2 separate regions of the Mus musculus genome follow, and region 1 is linked to region 2. A link is a contact called in public promoter capture Hi-C data. All regions are on one chromosome and are shown on one strand. Each heading gives the region's core, a stretch centred on a gene start, on an enhancer-like site or on the middle of the called end of the contact. The rest is flanking DNA. Distances are from core to core; before and after follow the strand shown.

Region 1 (4,053 bases), core at 321-2,820, 530 kb before region 2:
TCACATAGACATCACCACCTACCAGGAACAAGAACTTCCCAGAGACCACCTCTTCTATTGCTTGGATCTTCTATGACAGCAGCGAACAGTACATTTCTGTCACTTGTAAATCACTTGATTTAAGGTGTTGTATTACAGTAACCCAGATGTAATAGGACAGTGAGCTTCAGTGGAAACCCTAAACAAGTAAGTTTCATTCAACCAGTTTCACTTCAGCCACGATGTAGTTGTTAGGAACAAAAGTGTGTCCTTGATCCCCAGCCCTGATGCTGGGACTCAGTAGGATCTCGGGAAGAGCATCTGAGCCTCCTCTCCAGCCCAAGATACTGTTTCTTAATAAGCTTGATTGGTGACACAAGGGAAGTGATCGTCATGGGAGCCAGATCGTCTGATCTGGGACCCCCACCCCCACCCCACCCCATATGCCGTCTGAGAAGACCTTCAAGCAGCGCCAGAGCTTTGAACAAAGAGTGGAAGATGTCCGGCTCATCCGGGAGCAGCACCCCACCAAGATCCCAGTGACTATAGAGCGACACAAGGGGGAGAAACAGCTGCCCGTCCTGGACAAGACCAAGTTCCAGATCATGTGAATATGAGCAAACTCATCATGATAATTAGACGGCGCTTGCAGCTCAATGCTAACCAAGCCTTCTTCTTCCTGGTGAATGGGCACAGCATGGTGAGTGTGTCCACACCTGTCTCTGAGAGTGAGGGAGATGGAGTGGACACCCTTTTGTACATGCTTTATGCTTCTCAGGAGACATTCGGGGCAGCACTGGCTGTGTAAGGCTACAACAATGCCTAAAGGTTGTTAAGCCCTTACCAAGGCATAAAGTGGCGTTATCAGCCGGACGGACGCTGGTCGGCTCACCACCCACAGATCAGAACGTAGGCACCCACATAGGGTATTAGGAACTGTTCATCAGCCAGAAACTGAGCTCCAGGCAAGTGCATTCAGCTCGGAAACTCATCTAAACCAGGCGATCTTGTGTTCCAACTTTACAAGTTTAAAAATAAAATACTTTGCATCCAAAAACAAAACAAAACAAAACAAAACACCTTGCTTGGCATAAGACATAGTTGTCCCAGGTCACATGGTTCTGCTTCTCTGGAAATGTAGATTAATACAGATTTTGGCTAAAGGTCTTGTCCCGGGCCAATGGTTTTTGTGATAATGCTTTAAGCTGTTAAAGACTCCGCCACAGATATCCTACTGAGTCCCAGCACCAGAGCAGGAGAGAAGGACACACTCTTGTCCCCCAGACTGAGCTGATGGGTTCCTGTCACCTTGAGGAGGCTCCCAGAAGCACACAGGTACCCTGGCTATTGGTTGTCCTGCAGCCTTTCTCTGGCTTTGTCACATTCTGTGGGAAGACAGATCCTGGCTTGGAGCAGGTTCCCTAGTAACTCAAAGGGCCCTATGTCTAGGACACTGCTGGACCCGTGGGGGTTGCTGCTTGCTTCCCTGGGTGCCAGTCATCTTTCTACCCTGCCCCCGATTCTGCACATGCTAATCCTTTGCACCCGGCCCATCTAGTGCCAATTAATCCTGGCTGGGTCTGAGAGGCCAGCTGCTGGGGCACTGAGAAGGCAATTCCTGGCTAGCCGCTGACATCTGAACAGGTAACTCAACATGAAATGGGGGCTCAGTGGGACTCCTTGGGGGATCACCACGCTCAGCTTTTAGCGGGGCTTTTAGGTGATAAATAGAGCAGGCAGGAGAGCTATGATGCGTGGTCCCCACACTCTATCCTGTGGCTTAGACTTTGCTATCTCCAGCGCAACCTGAGAAATGTGGATTTGATACCCCCAGAGGGTTTGGGGGAGGCTAGGAATCTGTTTTTTCCAGCTCTCCCAGAAGATTCTCAGAATCCTGGTGGTCTAACACTTCAGATTCCTGGGTGGCTACCTCCAGGTTCTCTTCCTTCAAAGTGGGAGGGCAGCAAGACAGGCCTCCAGATTCCGGTCAAGGAAAAACTGGGCTAAGAGGCTGCTTGCCTAGATAACCTCCAGACAGTTCAAAAATTCAAGCTAGGTTCACTGCCCACTACAGCAGAAGTCAAGAGAAGGCAGTCAGGACCCAAGGGCAGATCTCAGAGTATACTTATCTTGGCCAGAGTCCCCTTAGGCAAGTCTATTGACCTGAGAATGGATATCCCACTTACAGGGAGTAGGGGGCAGGCAAGATTGTCAGGAGAATGAGTGTTATCAAGGGGATGTGGAAGCCAGGTGTGGAGGAGGGCTTTCTTCAGGTCTGGTTCTCAGGACTGCTGGGAGCTGGCGGGGATCTGTGTGCTCTGCCATTCCCAACGTGTGACCTTGGGAGGAAGTCGCTGTGTTCTCACCCCAAGCCAGCAGAGGACTAGAAGAACCCATTGATTGTCCCTGGCCCCAGTTAATTTTCTGTAGGCTGATGTTCCTCCAAAGCTTAAGCTTTGTTTTCGTAGAGGTTGTTCTGGGAGAAGCTGAGCCAGTGCTGGGTCAGAGGTCAAGGTTAGGGGTTGGTCAAGCAGCCTGGCAATGAACTCTGGGAAGCTGGCTATGGGGCTACTATTTTTCTAAGGGTCCTTGAAGAGACAGACAGAGAGGCACAACCTTGGTAGGTCTGTGTCCTGGGTGGCCTTTCCTGGGCTTGTGTACATGTCAGCTTTGATCGTACCACCGAGCCAGGCCATCCTGCAAGAATTCAGTCTCTTGGAGCTTGGCTCCCCCACGTGCTTAATATCATGCTTAAGGTAGAAACTGGCCATCACCAACCATGACGGAAGTCCAACTGGTATTTTATTCTAAAAGCTAAAAAAAATGATGTATGGTTATTTATTTTTTAATTTATTTTTGAGAGAAGTCTCACTGTGTAGCTCTGGCTGGTCTGGACCTTGCTATGTAAAGCATGATGGCGTTACAGAAATCTACCTGCCTCTGCCTCCCAACAACTGGCATGAAAGCACATGGCTAATGTTATCTTAGATTTTTCTGTCCACAAGTCACTGGTGTTTCTTCTCTGTTGTGGGCTTCTGCAGTACATGATATTCCATAATTGGTATTCACACTCAGTACCTGTCCTTGTAGTCATGGCCAGCCTTTATGAAACATGGGCCAGTCACTGGACAGCAGATGATATCTGAACAGATGACTCCAGATGTGGTGAGGGCTCAGTCACTGGTCTAAGAATGCTGCCTATACCAGTTTCTGTTTGATTGGCTTTGTTTGTTTTGAGATAGCATTTCACCATATAGCTGTATAGCCGGCCCAGGACTTGCAGAGATCTGCCTGTCTCTGCCTCCCAAATGCTGGGATCAAAAGCATGTGCCACCATGCCGGGCTTTCTTAATGGCTGTTATGCCTGACTCTCTTACACTCTGCGTACAAGGTAGGCACTCTCGATGTCTCTTGCTTTTGTTAGTTCAGGCTGGCTGGCCTGGATTCTTCTGCCTCTGCCACTCAAGTGCTGGAGTTTAAGTGGGTGCCACCATGACAGGCTTCAGTGCTCCCACTCTGCAGGCAGGCAAACAGAGACACAGGGAGTCTGACTCACGAGAGTGCTAGAACGTGTGTGTCTCCTGTTCCAACGAATGTGCGTCTTCTTTCCAGCATTTCTGCATATTGTGTTATGGGCTGCATTACAGTCTATTTAATGCAGGCCTCACCCCTGATGAACACTGAGATCCTTTTCAATAGCTAGCCTTCGATAACATTTGAAGAAATATTTTTTATATATGCTTTATATGAACCCCCCCCCCCCCCCCACCGCAAACAGTTCCTTCAGCTTGGAAACAGATAAGCAAGGTATGCAAAAATCCATGCCATAGAATACTTACTACTCCTTAATAGAAATAAATGAATTAGTGACAGGAACCCTTAGAAAGGAATTCCAGATGCATATACTCAGTGAAAGGAGCCATGCTCAAAGGTCACACATGATACAGAACGTGTCATATACTGGAATTCAGACCACAGGGGCAAGAATGCGTATCTGTGTGTGTGTAGAAGAAACTTTTAAAACTATTTATTTTTAATGTGTATGTGTGTGTAGTCCATGTATGTTTAGGGGCT
Region 2 (4,633 bases), core at 906-3,405:
CTGCCTCAAAAACAAAACATAAACCAAGCAAACAACACAAGTTAAGCCACCCCTCCCTTCCTGTGCTTTTTCCTTCTAACAGACCAAATGGCTTACTGGTTTATTTTTGTGTATTGCAGCCAAATTTCAGCACCCTGAGAGCTGGGCCCCGTGGGCCCTTTATTCCCTGCTGTGGTCTTAGCAACCAGAAATGCGCTTGTCGCACAGCAGGTGTCCAGTTTGCCAACCAAATGAATGGATGAGATGCATGCAGAGGTGCTTAATGGCATATAAAACCTCGACCAACAGAGAAGTGTGTGTGTGTGTGTGGGGGGGGAGCTTCTAATTAAATCCATAGGGCCCTCGATCTGACTGACACTGGAGCTGTCCGCCTCTGCCCCCCTCCACCCCCACTGAGGATGGGGGAAGCAGGCTGGAACAGCTGAAAGCAGATATATTTTTTTTCTTTCTTTTTCTCTTTCTTGCTGAGACTTGAGTGGGAGTGAATGCGTCAGTGCTGGAGAGCAGCCTTCCCTGCTCCAACTTGCATTTGCAGGTTTGTTACATAAAGCGCTGAGCGCTCGCTCGCTCGCCTGACACAGCCCTGCAGACCCACATTTGGGGACTGACGCAGATGCCCTGCACCAGCCTGCAGCATCCCTAAAGCCTGAGACACCCCCCCCCCCTTGCTGAGGGAGCTCTAGGGTGAACCCAGCTGAATACCTCATTCAAGGGGAGAAGAAACTGAGGTTCACTGGGGTTGAGTCATCCATCCTCACTGTGTCCTGGCAAAGCCAGCAACCACGATTAGGGTCCTCAGGCATCAGACATTCTGGGTTTTCTTTTCAACCTTGCCTAGGATTTCCCTATAAGCTTAGGAAAGTGATAGCTACCACCATGACCACATGCACTTTCCAAAATGCCTCCCTAGACACTGGAGTTTTCTCACCGGTAAGGCGTGAATGCTACAGCAGTTGGGACCAGAGAAGTCAAGACCCTGCTCCATTGACACACAGGGAGGTGATGGCAAAGCAACCTCCATCTGATTCCTACTTCCCCGTGCGCACTGTCTACAAATATCTCAGGCTTGAGGGCCAGAGCTCAGACAGCAGAAAGGCAGGCACAATTTTATCCCACCACCCCCACTCCCACCCACTCACCCACCCAGCTCCCTGTGGCACTGGTGATTTAGTTCCATGGAGATATCCTTGATGCTGGGGGTTGGCTCTCATTTTTTTCCAGTTTCACAGTGCGCCCTAAGGCAGAGTGCCACCTTCTCTGAGCGACAACCTGCTAATTTAGCCTGGCTAAATAGCCTCGGCCCTCCCTGAGGATGGAGCTCTAGAGGTTAAAGGAGGTGGAATGGTCAAAAGAGAAGGTGGGCAAGGCTGTTGGTCTCTCCTTCCTTAAGTCCCTGGGCATCACTCTCTCCTGCCCTGCATACTGGCTGAGCATCCTCAAACAGATCTCTAGCTCTAGCTCTCCATCTTTCCTATGTCCCTAGGAATGTCTACACCTTGTACTACCAGGTAGTGGACTCCAGGAAGCAAGTCCGTAGAGACAAAATATTTTCTAAGCTGGGTTTGGAGAAAGTGGCAAGGATGATGGGGGAGACACAGGCAGAGAGACGACAAGCTGCACGCCAGTACTAGAGACAAGCTCCATCCCCATGAGCTGCAGTGACCTTGACCTTAACTATTTCTGGGGGCCTGGAGCGACAGGGCAGGGGAAAGTCCTACCTAGTCCCTGGCCCCGGGCCAGAGCTTATACAGGTTATAGTTAACCTCAGTAGGAAGAACCACCTCTTGTCCGTCAGCCAGGAGCCTGCTCAGGTTTCCCTCAGCCCTCGCTCTCCTCCCCACACAGCTTCTGTCTCCCACAGACACCTCCGAGGTGTCTCCCCGACTCCCACCCCAGAAGCCACTGGGATGGCTGGGACTCGCGGGGGCCTATTTTCCCCAGGGAGATGCAGTCTGCATACCCTTCCTTTCTCCCCGAGGTAGGGTCCGGGACCCACTCACCCGGCAGCAGAGTACACAAATGGAAGAACGCGGCCAGGCGCAGCAGCCACGCGAGCGGCGAGGGAGCCATGGCTGGAGTGCAGGAATTCGGCGGGCCAGGAGGCTGGGCCGTGTCGCAGCTCCTAGTAGTCACTCGCGGCTGGTCTCGGTTGCTTTTTATAATGGGCTGGCAGCCTCCGCCCCCGGCGCCCGCAGTAGGAGGCGGTGGGAGGGGAGAGGAAGAGCCTGTAGCTGCGGCTGGATTCCTCCCAGGTTGCCAGGGAACCAGTTGCAATCCTGCGCTGGGCTCCGCTGCGGGAGCGGCGCGATGGGAACCTGGTGGGTTAGCAGGGTTACCTTCCCTGGAGAACCTAGGTCTTGTCTAAGCCGGACACTGAGCCAGGGACATGCAGAGCGCTGGTCCCCGCCAGGCCGGATCTGCCAAGCTCTTTCTTGATCTGGGGGCAGATGGGGTCTTTCGCCCATGCGATGCAGAACCCCCAGCAATCACCCCTTAAAATCCCCAGATACATTTCAGCCTATGCATCTGCTGGACTCAACACCGAACCTGGCAAGCAGTTTCCTGAAACATAGATCCAGTCCTGCCTTCTATGGACAGGTGGGGAAACTGAGACCCAGAGAAGGGAGAGACCATTCCAAATCACACAGAGCTTCACTCGATAAACTTATCAAGACCACGGAGGAGAAGACTGCAGAGCCAGGGCTGCTGAGGACATGGACATGGAGGGAACATGGGCCTCCTGGCCTCCTTAGCTGTTGTGTAGCCCCTCTAGCCTTTGCTCTATCCAGGGCTGGCTGTGCCTTCTGCTAGCTCCCGAAACAGCACAGCCACGAACTTGTCTTCGGAGCTAAGGGTCTCTTGGCTCCTCTTGGACCCTAATGCAGAGCCTTAGAGAGGTCCTGCCTCCTTCCAGGGTAGCTCTGCCACTGTAGAGTCTGGCTAACCCAGCTTCTGGCTCGGATCTTCCAGAAGCTTTCTCCATGAGACCAGGCAAGACCTAGCAGCAAAGCTTGGGTACTGCACACAACCTGACTTCCCGGAAGACAGGGAGTACAATCCTGGGAGTCTAGAAAAGTCAGAGCCTCCCCAGCCTCGGGCTGGGAGTGAATTGCGCTACTCTTTTTGGGCTGCCAGCCAGAAGGAAAAACCAGTTTGTGTAGAAAACTGTCCTAGGCTAAGGTGCCAGTTGGACCATAGCCAGCCTGGTCCAGACTGCAGAGGCTGCAGCTGCCGCCCCCGAAGACCTCGTGCTCTCTCCTGCTATACATTGTAGCAGGGCTAGCACCTGGTGTGGGTACTGATAGTGTTGAGGGTGGCTGTCCTGGCAGGGATCAATATCCACTGAGGCCCAGAGAACCTGCCCTCAGCTGGCCAGATAAGAAGCCAGGAAGCCTCATTTTACAGCTGGAGAGACTTAATAAGAAGTGATAAAAATGGAGGGCTGGGCCAGGTAGGGTACCTCATGTTTGTAATTGCAGCACTGAAGAGGTGGAGGAAGGATCGTCTAAAGTTCAAGTCTAGCCTGGGCTACATAGTGACTTCCAGCCTGGCTAGAACAAAAACAAAAACAAAAACTCCAAACCAAACAGGGAAATAAAACCCAGAAGTCTAGGTTTCTTTGTGCCTGTGCAGCAGATAGGATAAGAAGGAGGGGCGGGGGGGGGACCAGAGGAAAAGGGAGAGAGAAGAGAGAGAAGACAGGGGTAGGTAGGGGAATCCAAGGAGGATTATGGGAAATCAACACTTACATATTTAAAGGGAAAGGATCTGGGAATGGAGACTTGGAATCCCTGACTGGAGGGTGAGCTCCAGAGTAGAATTTGGAGGGCAGGGAGATGGTTTGCAGGATGCAAGCCTGGCTCCAGAGTTATTGTGAAATGTTTGGATTCTGTAAAATTAGGAAGGAGGCACTAAATTAACTCTGATCCAGGCACTCTCTAATAACGTTTCCCATGGTGCTGGGGACATAGCTCAGCTGTACAGCACTCACCTGGCATGCCAAAAGCCTGGTGTCTATCCCCAACTAAACAAAACTTAATGGAGTTCCATGTTTAACACACATAGTCATGATAACACACCCAGGCTATAAGGCTAACATCCATCACTGTGGTGGGCTGCTTTATGGATGGAGTAGCTGAAGATAACCAGGGAGGAAGTCAAGAAGGATGGGATGACCAACTAGCTGTCTCTTGGGTCTGAGTCACCACCCACTGGCAAGGAACCATTTGATAAGCAAGTGTCTGAACTGAGAAGGTAAAAACAGCTTTACCCGAACTTGCTCAGCTCCAGGGGCAGTCCGTGCTCCCTCTAGACCCAGCTTCAGCTCCAGGAGCATTCCGTGCTCCCTCCAGACCTAGCTTCAGCTCCAGGGGGCAGTCTGTGCTCCCTCCAGAACCAGCTTCTCATCTACAGATGGTTGGTCCCACCCATCTCATCCAGGTTTCAAGGAGTGACTGTTGAGATGCAGTTTGGACACAGTAGCCAGGCTTTCAGGCCCATTGACCCAATTCAAGCTCAACTCTGCCCTTCCTAAAGGTCCCACTTGGGCAGGTTACTAATGCTCTATGTACTGCAGTGTTTCTGTCTGTAGTATGCTGAGGTGGTTTGAAATTTTCTGTTTTGGTTTGGTTTT

The links. Promoter capture Hi-C pulls out the DNA fragments that hold promoters and counts their contacts.
Region 1: a promoter capture Hi-C map of stem cell-derived epiblast-like cells shows a contact between it and region 2, with 4 times the contacts expected there. The contact joins the promoter of Cngb1 here to the promoter of Cx3cl1 in region 2. A contact is called at or near these places in 9 of 39 promoter capture datasets (HPC-7-derived erythroid cells, the SN4741 cell line, embryonic stem cells and 5 more).

What each region holds. Positions count from the first base shown.
Region 1 is chr8:95,304,102-95,308,154 of GRCm38.p6, reverse strand. Cngb1 (cyclic nucleotide gated channel beta 1) reads left to right here and starts at 1,570. Exons shown (of 33, transcript NM_001195413.1): 1 at 1,570-1,623. It also overlaps the pseudogene Gm5359.
Region 2 is chr8:94,769,702-94,774,334 of GRCm38.p6, reverse strand. Cx3cl1 (chemokine (C-X3-C motif) ligand 1) reads right to left here and starts at 2,155. Exons shown (of 3, transcript NM_009142.3): 1 at 2,001-2,155. The coding sequence starts at 2,070.